3 separate regions of the Mus musculus genome follow, and regions 2 and 3 are each linked to region 1. Evidence: chromatin contacts called from public HiChIP or PLAC-seq data. All regions are on one chromosome and are shown on one strand. The core of a region is the stretch at or near the end of the contact, and the rest is flanking DNA. Distances in the headings are between cores, read along the strand shown.

Region 1 (3,799 bases), core at 373-2,872:
AATGAGAAAATCTCTCTCTCTCTCTCTCTCTCTCTCTCTCTCTCTCTCTCTCTCACACACACACACACACACACACACATAATTGTTAATATATTTGCATACTTAGTCCTCTGTTGAAAACCTGTTTGGGAAGGATTAGGAGGTGGGGCCTTGGAGGAGGTGTGTAGCTGGGGGTAGGCTTTGAAATTTTAAAAGCCTACACCAGGTCTAATGTCTATCTCCATTTCTCTGTTTGCTGCCTGTGCACCTGTATGTAAAGTGCCCAGGATCAGACATGGGTACGTCTTCCCCACTATCATCATACTCCCTGGCATGATGATAATCATGTACTAACCTGTTGAACCTGTAAGCAAGCCTCCAGTTAAATGTTTTCTTTTATAAGAGTTGCCTTTGTCATAATATCTCTTTATAGCACTAGAACAATATCAAAGACTGTGGCCTACAACCAGAACCATCTGTAACTCCAGTTCCAGGGGATCCAATACTGATTTCTTCTGACTTCTGTGGGCACCAGGCCTGCATGTGGTACACATACATAGATACAGGTAAAACACTTCTACACATAAAACACATGCTTTTAAAAGAATATAAACCTACAGCTTACAGTGCTGATGGCTAGCCAGGCACCAGTAGGTTCAGCATCTGGTGAGAGTCTAGTCTGATACCTTTGTTACCTCATTCTCCAGAGTAGGAGCTGTGTCCTCTTGTGGTACAAGAAACAGATAGGACTTAAAGAGGCAAACTCTGTTGGTCAGAGGGTCCCAGAGTCGCTCAAAACGATACGGTTGACTGTCAGGACATAATGGTGAAGACACCCACACCTTGGACACAGGACATGGGACTGACCTGGAAGCCCCCTCCCCTCTGGCTAGCTTTCACAGATGCTGTGGAGGTCACTGAAGTTGAAAAACCAACAGGCTTACCCAGCTGTTAATCCTGAGAGCTAAAATAATGACCAGACTGGAAAGATCCTTCTATTGGTACAATATTATGTGGGTAACCAAGCACTTTATGATTGGATTTAGGGCTGGATCCATAAGAGGGAGCGTAAGCCTAGTATTATCAACGAGGATCCTCCCCTTGGCTGGGGACATCATAAGCCTTAGGGGAGAACTGAGAACTGTTATTTTGCCAAATGGACATAATGTTATACTATTTTTAAAATACTTAACCTTTTAAACTTGAAACAAAGTAAATTCACAGAGATGTACTCTTAGGAGGGAGGCAGGTGAGTAGAGTTTAAAGGACAGCTTGCAGAAGTCCATTCTCGTTTTTTTGTTTGTTTGTTTTTTGTTTGTTTGTTTGTTTGTTTGTATCAGTGATCCAACACAGGTCATTAGGCTGGGCTCAAACTTCTGGGGCGTCTTTTGTGTTTTGGTTGCGGGTTATGGTTAACGCAGAGGCTCAACTGTTTAGAGTGGTGGGACAAGTGAATAGGAGGTGCTCAGTCGGAAGTGAACATGTACCAGACCTGCCCCAGTCCCACGAGGGTTAAGGAACATTTTGGAAGAGGTAGGGAAACGTCTGTAAGAGCCAGAGTCAGGGAGAACTGCTGGGGAGAAAAATCACTGTTTTCTGGACATGACAGCAACATTACCCCCACACAGCAGATATCTCTACCGCAACACCTGCAAGGTCAAACCAGTCACCTTTCTATCTTGGCTGGGGCAGGGGCAGGGACAGAGTACACACCTACACTGAGCTTGATGGCTGCTGGAAGGGAGAGGCATTTTTCCCCCAGTGATGTGGCTTCTGAGAGGTGACCCATGGCCCACTGAGTGACCTCAAACTTGTAGTTATACAGGCAGTTAACTGGATTTAGTGGGGTTTTAAAAAGAACTTGTTAGTGGGAATGTCTGGAGGGAGTTGGGGTGGGGAGTAGGGAAGAATAATATCAAATACATTATATACACCCATAATATTCTCACAGAATAAATTAAAAATGAAAAAAAAGTCTCATTCCTTCTATTAAGTCCTTTTGTAAAGACAATCCTGTCTTTACAAACCCTAAATACCCCGCCCAAGTCCAAGTTTACAACATTGTTACCATGGTGATTGAATTTGTTTCTTTGTTGTTGCTGTTGTTGTGGCTGCTGCTGCTGCTGCTACTACTGTTGTTTTTCAAGATAGGGTCTCTCTGTGAAGCCTTGGCTGTCCTGGAACTCTCTGTAGACCAGGCTGGCCACCTGCTTCTGCCTGGGATTAAAGGTTTAAACCATCACCATCCAGTGGTGATTGAATTTCAATACACACATTTCAGGAGACATTTTCACGTCAGAATGCCAGCCCTGCTTAGTAAGAATCTTGTATTTAGAGTGTTTGGTCTTTTGTTTGTTTTTTGAGATGGAGGTGGGGAGAGTTAGCCTCCCAAGTGTTGCGATTACAGGTGTGTACCACCACACCCACTTTGAGAGGCAATTTGTGTACTCTCCTTGCCCTCCGATGGGGTGTGAGATTAGCAACTTCTGAGTCATTCTTCTTCCTAAAGAAGATAACTTGTCTGACATCAGTAACGATAATGAACTATTTGGCCTCAGTGGAGTGGGTGGGAAGCTTTTATTCTCTCAGACTGTAGAGAAATAAATTGTAATTTCGTTGCATTGTAAGTTGTAAACAAGTAAAGAATAATTTGAAAGATCTTTCAAAAGATAGGGATGGTATTCAGAGAGTCACTCTTGGATCAAGGAAAGTACTTACCCCAGCCACGATGGTTCACACCTGCAATCTTAGCTCTCAGGATGCTGAGCCAAGAGATAGCAAATTAAAGGTCAATTTGGGTATATAGTGAGCACCTGTCTCAAAAATTAAAAATTTATATATACATATACACACACACATATATATTCACATATATATGTATATGAGTGTGTGTGTATGTTTGTGTGTGTGTGTGTGTGTGTGTGTGAGAGAGAGAGAGAGAGAGAGAGAGAGAGAGAGAGCATTGACTGAGCACCAGAAGTAAAGAAGAAAACAAAAACATGACAATCAAGAATGTCAAGGAAAGGAAGGCTGGAGAGATGACTCGGTGGTTAAGAGCACTGACTGCTCTTCCAAAGGTCCTGAGTTCAATTCCCAGCACTCACATGGGGGCTCAGAACCATATGTAATGAGATCGGATGCCCTCTTCTGGGGTGTCTGAAGTTAGCTATAGTGTACTTAGATATTTTAAATAAATAAATCTTTTTTTTTAAAGAATATCAAGGAAATAATTATCTTCTACAGGAGTTTGACATCAGGGATGGCTTAGTGGCTAAGAGCACTCATTACTCCTGCAGGCAACCAGAGTTTGGTTCCCAGTACCCAAAAAGTAGCTCACAATCTACCTATAATTCCAGCTCTAGGGGATCCACCGTCTTCTTCTGGCTTCTGTGGGCACTCATACAAATGGTGCACATCCATTGTTCGTGTATGCAAAATACTAATAAAATAAAATAAAACAAAACAAAATAAAATAATCTTTTAAAGAAAAGCATGGCGGGTGAGCAGAGTGGCTCAATTGTGAAGGTGCTCGCTCGTTCATCTGCAAAGGCTGACAGCCTTAGATCCCTGGAACCCACTCGGTGGGAGGAGAGAACTGACTTCTACAAGTTGTCCTCTGACTTCCACCTGCATGTCACGGCATACTGCTTCCCCCACCCCAGTGTGGTGGGTCTGCTGCCAGGCATGTCTGCTAGGGCATGGTTTTAGGACAATAGAAATTTTTTACTAGCCAGCCAGATACCACTCTGTGTGTTCTGGGTTCCCAGTGTAGCCATGAGCCTTTCTCTGGGTGAGCTTTTAAACGCACACGCACACGCAC
Region 2 (3,799 bases), core at 529-3,028, 240 kb after region 1:
TACAACCCTAATATTTAACACTTGAGTGCTAAGTATTGTAGAATAGCTAAGAGACTTAGAACCAACCGGAGAGCGTCTCTACTGTCCAGAGCTCAAAGTACATGCAACAGAGCTGACGGACGAGGCAGGAAAAACTGTTGTGTTCGAACAGCCTTTAAACTCTGCAGATGGGAATTTCAGAGGGATGTAAGTTATGCTATTTGATTACTGGAATCTTCGCGCTTCAGTGTGAAGAGTCACAGAGCTCGTTCATGTATGGGTATGTGGTATATTCTAGATCTAAAACTTAGCAAAACCCCAAGAGGAACTCAGCCCATCAGGTACTTTACCCAAGGCAAGGGCAGCTTCCACGGCATACTTCTTTTGAACAATACCCGCTAGAATTTCTGCCAGAGTCAAGTATTGTAGTCTTTAAAGAACTGCTCTTCAACACAAACTGTCATTTCAAATGAAGCAGGATCAACCTCAAGCATAATGCTGGCAGTAAAGTGGTTACCATATGCTTGCCACATTTGAAAGGGTGTCTCCAAACACACCGGAGACAGCATTTTGGTCTAACTCGATTTTAGAAGTAGGATGACATTATGGCTTTCATTTACAACTAGAACGGAGGATCTGGGGATTCAAATAACCATCTGGGGAAATTCGGGTTTTTTTTTGTTTTTTTTTAAAGATGACATTTACATTTTGCAGTGTTCCAGAAAAAAGTATAAAGCCACCCAACAGCTGTCTTGTTAAGCGAAACTGATTAAAAATCTCAAAGTCTTCCAGGAGTCAATGTTTATTCACTCTAAAACATCCTAAGTACGTTTAAGAGAAACATTTCTAAGACAGTAAGTTTTCTGATATAGGCAGATCAAAACATTAAAAAAGAAAATCCTTTGCAAAGAGGTAATGTAAGTCAGCTAGTCGAAAAATCAATTTAAAAGCACACGGCTTTTTGTACCTACAGAAAAGGGCAACATTATTTTCTATTAATTTTGAAAGAACTAAGTCTGTCTCAAAACCCATAAATAAAATGACTATCTACAAACTCAAAGACCATGGACACCGTGGCAGAGGTCACATTTTTCCCAGGACGCGGGGGACAAGTGACTACAATTATATCAGAGTTTTTTCTTTTAAAAACCAGACTAACAGATCAGGTGTTGAGCAATTCCTCCACTGTCAACATCCTAGTCCGGATGAACCCTGCTCTGCACAAAAGTGACAGCTCCAGGTATGTCAACTGCAAACCCCAGCGTGTCCCAGAGCCTGTGCACACATCACCTACGTGAAGGTAGAGGAATCTCTGAGGGTCTAAGCCAGCCGTCAGGAATCCCCTCCTAATTGGGCAATTCCTAATTCGTCAGAAGTCACCTAAAGTTTGCTGCGTGGGAGAGGTGTGGGCAGGGTGACCAGCCCTTCCTTATGTCCAGTTTCCTAAGCACCCTCTTCGGCCCAGGCTAACCGATGCCCAAGGCAAGAGCGAGTGACAGTCAGGGCGAGCAGTGCCCGAGACCGCTGAGCCCCGTGGCCCTGTCTCCACCGCGGTCGGGGGGCGGTGGCTCGGGGCCTGCTGCCCGAGGCTCGATACTGACCCGAGGTCGCGGCTGCCGAGCCCAGGAGCACCGCGCAGAGCAGCAGCAACGACAGCCTGACGCGGACCTGCATCCTGCTCTCGAAGGTCGAGAGCCCTCGCCGTCGCCGTCGCCGTCGCCGCGACCAACTCAGCCGCTGCCTCTGTGCCGCCGCCTCGCAGCCGCTCTTCCTGCTCAGGTTCCTTCTTCGCCCCTTCCCAGGCCTCCCTGGCCCAGAGCGCAGCCAATCCGCGCCCGCCGCTCCGTCCTCCTTGGCCAATGGCCGTGATCGCCCCACCCCACACATAGTCACGCCCCCTATGTCATCTTTTAGCCAATCATTGTGTACAGTTGTCATACCAGCTTTCCCGGTTGGACCACGGCCTCACCGACATGGCCCCAGCTAATTGGTAGCGCCTGAATCAGCGGCTCGAAGGCGGGGGAACCCTCATCCAGGACTACAACTCCCACCATGCACCGCACTAGATTTTTCTCGGCCGATGCTCTTGGGAGATGCAGTTTAGCATAAAGTCAGGTTAGAAGCCGCAGGTGGCTGAGGGCATAAGGAGTTTCAAGAAAATGATTCACTGGACTCTTGCGTTTGAACCAGAATAATTATCAAGGAACAGATATCAAACGGTTAAGAACTTGCAAGGTTGCTAAGTATTTCTTTTTAATTATTTTGAGAACTTGAACTGGACATGATATGAACGCTGAGAAATAAGCTATACCTGAACTGAAAATTTTAAATATTTAGTTAAAAAAAATACTTAAGTCTTAAAAAAAAAAAGCTTAGGTGAAGCAATACGTGAAGTTTACAGAGCCAGCAGTACAAGACAATGCCGCTTGTCATTTCCCTAATAAAACAAAAGGGAAGAAATTCCTACCAGTGGAGATTAGTTCAGCTCCTGTGATTGTTTTCACTAAGGCTTCCATATATATTAGCCACTCAATAAATGTTCTAACAGCTCTCCCAAACCCTTCAAACACTGGTCCTCATTCTTCTCTAGTGAAATATTGCAATGCTCTCTTTTTCCTTGACCAGAAAAGGGATTAGATGGTTTGTGTGGCCACAGAGGTGAGAGCCAAGGCACTTCAGGGATTGCAATAGTTATGTAGTAAGTACCGATGCACGCACAATCCCTTTGAGTGGCAGGGCAGCATCTTGATGCTTTTCAGTCTTCTTAATCAAATTGAATCCTTCTAAGATTTATTTTCCAGCACTGCATACAGAACTCAGCAGGGGGTTAGGGGGGAAAGTCTTTCCTGTCTCAGTGTCTTGACTTCTCTGAACACTTGTTTTCTATCTTTTTTGGCAGTCATTATTTTTAGGAAGATGTTAAAAAATTAGCTGCTGTACGTTTGCATCAGAGGGCATGGGGAACAGTTTCCCCCATGCCCCCCAACACCCCCTCAGTGTGTGTGTGTGCGTGCACCATGCGCATAAAGGTGTATAGGATGGAGGTTAATGTCAGGGTTCGTTCTCAATTGATCTCTACCTTCTCCACCTTATTTTTTGAGACAAGGTCTCAACATGGGCCTTGTTGATTCATCTAGCCAAACCCTGGTTTAACTAGGATGTCCCAAGGATTCTCATGTCTGCTCTGCCACAGTAATGGGATTCCAGGCCCATGCTGCTGTGCTTGCTTTTAAAAAACCTGGGTTCTGAAGGATGGAGCTAAGGTCCTCAATATTAGATCTCAGGGTGTCTGAATATTCAGAAATGAGCTCCAGCTGGACCACAGGAGGACTTCTGGTGGGTTGATAAAAGCCAGCATTCTTCAGAAACTTGTGAAATTGCTTTCCATCTGCCAAAAGGAATCATTTCTCATACCTCTGGCAGAAGTGACATACGGCTCTCCATTGACCTGGACCTGTGGCTGTATAGGAAAGCCTATGCCAGCCTCTAGGCGCTCTCAGTCTCTGCTCACAAGTACTTGTTGTACATTCCAAAGCTCTCTCATTGGTCTCTTGGCCCTTCCCTCCCAGAAGCTACTCACCCTCCTTATAGCTCACTATTCTCTACTCTTCCTGCAGGCACCCCAACCCTTATTATTCTCCCCGTCTGCCATCTCTTGCTGTCTCCAAGATTCTCTTCCTCTGTCCTGCTTTCCTAGGCCAGGCCATACACAGCCTGCTTCCCTTTCTGTTCTGGACTCTTCTAGATGCATCTGGCTGTTTTCCTGCTTATATAAACAACTAAAACCTTAACCTTATCATGGAGTGGTCATGTTGGCTGT
Region 3 (3,799 bases), core at 522-3,021, 170 kb after region 1:
ATCTACAATAGATGTTTTCTTGCGTAAAAGAGAGTCAGGGAGATGACATTTAAAACTCCTATAGCGTACAAATACAAAGCTGGAGTCCTTAATAGACTAACACTTTCCATCTTAGAAGAAAGGGAAGCAACTTGGAGAGATGATGTTTCTTTCATCACAAGCAGGAAAGAAAACAAAGGAAGAACAAATAAGCCAATATTTAACTAGAAAGAACTCCAGGATCCAATGGCAGGCAGGCTCTGGGATGGAGAAAAGTCACCTAACAGAATGACCCATAGGAGACATTGGACCCAGGACACCTCCGTGTGACTCCAAATTCTGTGACTCCGAAGCCCTTTATCCCAAGGCCCAAACATCTCTGAGCCAGTTTCTCACCTAAAAATAAGTGTCTTATCAGTATTGAAGAGCCATTTTGATAATTAAGTGGGATGGTTGTACAAAAACTTGGCATTTAGAAAAGGCTTGTTTGCTGAGTAACTAGGCATTTATTTATTTATTTATTTATTTATGCTTTTGGGGTGTGTGTGTGTGTGTGTGTGTGTGTGATTGTTTTGGTCTTTGGTTTTTTTTTTTCGAGACAGGTCCTGGAACTTGTTATGTAGACTAGGCTGGCCATCTCCCTCTGCCTCCCAAATACTGGGATCAAAGACATATACCACCAACCACATGCCTTTTAAGTCTCATGGTTGGAAGAAGCTTTGCTATCATTGAAAGAATAGCATGGCTTAATGTCCTCCCTTACTAACCATTATCATATCGGGTCAGTCCCCAAATCATTGCAGGGCTACGTCCACAAAGTGTCTTTAACTCTCCATCCAAAAGTGAACTGCTAGCAGAAACCTGGGGAGCAAGGATTTGGCAAAGCCAAAGCCCGAACCCTGCTCTTCAACAGCTGGCAGAGAAGCACCCTACCTCTGCAGCTTCTACGGCAATGGCTAGAACCTACAACCTCCTATTGTTTTGCTTTTCCTAAGGATGGAGCACAATTTCAACAGAAAAATCTGTGCTGGAATCGGAGAGAGTGCTGAACTTTCTGATCCCCTGTTCTGAGCGGCAGTGAGAAAGTTTGATGTTGGCAGAATGGGGGCTGAGCTGGAGAAGAAAGGGAGCCAGCGCATGCTCAAACAAGCTGGGCAACTAACCAGGTTGTGTTTCAGGATCATAACCAGTAACCATCCTGACACAATCGGAGCCCTAATCTGCTAAGTGATAAGTCATGCCCAGCACAAACATTCAAAGGAAAATTGTGCCAAATTTACTGCATCCTCGAGAGGTCACTGCATCTTATAGAAGGCCAGTGTTTACCTGTCTTGCAGCCCCTCTGTAATTCCCAGGATCTGTGTCCACCAGCTGGGCCCATGCCCAGAGAAGCCAACCGTCTAAATCCTAAAGGGCACAAGACTCTTCGGGGACTCTTGTTTGGGAATGCAATTCTGATGATTTAGGGAGGATGGGTACAGACCTGAAGTTCTAAATTCGAAGCAGGCTTCCAAGGGAGTGATACTTGTCCAGGGACTTCAGCTGGTGTCAACCTTGGCTGTCCAGTTAAAATGATCCAAGAGCTTTCAAATTACATGGCTCCATTGGTCCTCTCTAGAGAGAATGGTTTTCTTGCTGAAGGTGCGGCTCCCGAGGAACAGTTTCCCAGCTGCTATGGTGGAGAAACAAACAGCTGGCACTGAGATTTCGGCTGTGGAGGGACACACCTCTGCAGGCTTCTGGGGACGCCCTGTGACCCTGTGCTCCCTTTTCCCAGCCGCCTAGACCTCTGTGTCTGGTCTCCCAGGGAAGACGCCCTTGAAGGAGGCCTCTCTCCCAGCAAAACCCCAAGCCTGGAAGAGGTTACAGCCACCACCTGTTTCCTTGAAATAGTTTGCAGCTGTGCCGAATGACCTCACCACGCTGGCGCTGGCGTGGGCCAAGTTGATCTGGAAAGCTCTCTTCCCAAGTCTGGGCTCTCCCTGCTCAGCACCAAGGAGCAGAGGGAGAGAGGGCCTTAGCTGCAGGGTGAGGTCGAGCTTGGCGGGGACTCCAGAGAGAGCAGAGCACCACTTGGAGTCCTCACACGGGGCCTGTCCCTGGGCTGCATGGCTGTGGTCCTGAGTGACACTTCCTCCCATGTTCACCCTTTCCATGTACTTGGGAACCTGTGAAACCCCAAGAGGTTCTTTCTTGTCCTCTACCTCCTATCATCCCCCTTCCCCTCTTACTCCTCCTCTCCCCCTGCCCCTCCCCCTTACCCTTCCTCCATCTTCTCCAATGTATAAACAAACACTGAAGTACACACACAAAAAAATGCAGAGTCCGTTTCTTCTTCCCTTTCCCAGAGGCAGCCGCCAGGACTGCCTGGGCTCAGATCTTTCTCTGTGAACATGTGTGGTTCCATCTTCCCCTGTGCAGCTGCAGTCCTGGGCGACAACCAGTGGTGCATTTTACCGACTTGAGCATCTTTCTCATGTAGTTACATACATGTATCATTTTAGCCTCATTCAAGCTTGTCTGGGTATCACACTCTTCTGGGAGAACGTTATTTAAAATACAGAGATTGACAGGTCTCATCTGACACCTGATGAACGAGAATTTCTTCTGGAGGAGCCTGGGTAGTCTTTCCTTTTTGGATTCTTTCTCTAAGTTTCTCAGGCGATTCTTAAGATTCTCTGTCTTTACAATGGTTGCATATACTCCATAGATGGATATAATAGCCGCCCCCCTCCCCTGCGCGCGCATTCGCGTGTACGCATGCGCACGTGCCGGCTATGAACCCAGGGTGTTGATTATGCCACACAGGTGTTCTACCAATGAGCTTCCCCCTCAGTCACCTATATCTTCATTCACAGTTTACCAGTTTGTCCTAGGTTGTTGCACATTTAGGCTGTCCTAACTTTTTTTTTTTAATTGTGCTGCAAGAGCATAGCCACGATACAGGAGCTGATACTGAGGCGTTTCTGTAGAACGAGCCTCAGTGAACGGAGCTTCAGGATACAACCCTTATGGAACGGCTTTTCCACTCTAGGACACTTCTTACATCATGGGACCTCACAGGGTGACAAGACATTTTCTGCTGTGGTTGTGAACGCAGAGCTTGCCCACGTTTCCCTGTACTGTATGGCCAGACTATAGGCTAAGACCCGGGATAAAATAGCTAAGATTAGTTCATCTATTAGAAACAGAACGCGAGTCACTTAAATCATTTGAACTCTTCAGGAGCCATTTTAATAAAGTTACTTAATCTCATACTCATTCAATCTTATGTAAAATATCTCAGTAGATGCTCAAATGCAAATTATTAACATTTTTGCTATGGTATGGATATTTACATTCCTATGATTATACCTGATACATTAGGACTCTCTAAAGGAAAAGAACTGATACACTGAATATATACATAAAGGGGGATATATATTAGATTGACTTACATCACGTGGTCTGTCTGGGTAGTCCAACAGCAGCTGTCTCACACTGGAGAGGCTGAGATTCCAGTAGCTATTCAGTCCGCAAGGCTGGATGTCTCAGCTGTCCCGCTCTGACCCTGAGGGCCTGAGATTCCTGGAGAGCTGCTGGTCCTGAGTCTATAAGAGAGCCGGGAAAAGCTGGCTTCAAGATCTACAAAGGGTCGCACCATCCACAGGAAAGATGGATTGGCTAGCTAGCAACAGCGATGGCAAGCAGGCAAAGAAGCGAGAGCTTCCTGCTTCTCTGTCTATCTGCACTGCCGCCAGAAGGTGATGGCTCATTTAGCATGGGACTTCCTGCTTCAAATAAACCCGATCAAGGAAATTCATCACTGAACTGCCCAGTA

The links. HiChIP or PLAC-seq counts read pairs in DNA pulled down with a chosen protein or histone mark.
Region 2: a contact with region 1 is called in an H3K27ac HiChIP or PLAC-seq map of embryonic stem cells, with 2.6 times the contacts expected there. The contact joins the promoter of Sel1l here to the enhancer-like site in region 1. A contact is called at or near these places in 1 of 39 promoter capture datasets (neural stem cells), 4 of 115 datasets of contacts at active chromatin or transcription factors (bone marrow-derived macrophages, embryonic stem cells and neural progenitor cells) and 2 of 9 other capture datasets (adipose tissue and liver).
Region 3: a contact with region 1 is called in an H3K4me3 HiChIP or PLAC-seq map of embryonic stem cells, with 52 read pairs. The contact joins the promoter of Ston2 here to the enhancer-like site in region 1. A contact is called at or near these places in 28 of 39 promoter capture datasets (the 3T3-L1 cell line, 3T3-L1-derived adipocytes, the C10 cell line and 17 more), 10 of 15 datasets of contacts at CTCF or cohesin (CD8 T cells, the G1E-ER4 cell line, the NIH/3T3 cell line and 6 more), 73 of 484 Hi-C or Micro-C datasets (2-cell-like embryonic stem cells, 3T3-L1-derived adipocytes, the AML12 cell line and 40 more), 20 of 115 datasets of contacts at active chromatin or transcription factors (the SCID.adh cell line, astrocytes, embryonic forebrain and 9 more) and 4 of 9 other capture datasets (adipose tissue, embryonic stem cells, liver and 1 more).

The regions. Positions count from the first base shown.
Region 1 is chr12:91,610,624-91,614,422 of GRCm38.p6, forward strand. No RefSeq gene overlaps it. Among named protein-coding and RNA genes, the nearest start is that of Gtf2a1, 23 kb to the left of the region's middle. Within about 2 kb of position 1,623, at least 16 of the 459 cell types and tissues checked have an H3K27ac peak or open chromatin away from gene starts, as enhancers often do. A contact at or near this core is called in embryonic stem cells and primordial germ cells, where this site is marked.
Region 2 is chr12:91,847,379-91,851,177 of GRCm38.p6, forward strand. Sel1l (sel-1 suppressor of lin-12-like (C. elegans)) reads right to left here and starts at 1,779. Exons shown (of 21, transcript NM_001039089.1): 1 at 1,581-1,779. The coding sequence starts at 1,653.
Region 3 is chr12:91,784,665-91,788,463 of GRCm38.p6, forward strand. Ston2 (stonin 2) reads right to left here and starts at 1,772. Exons shown (of 7, transcript NM_175367.6): 1 at 1,463-1,772.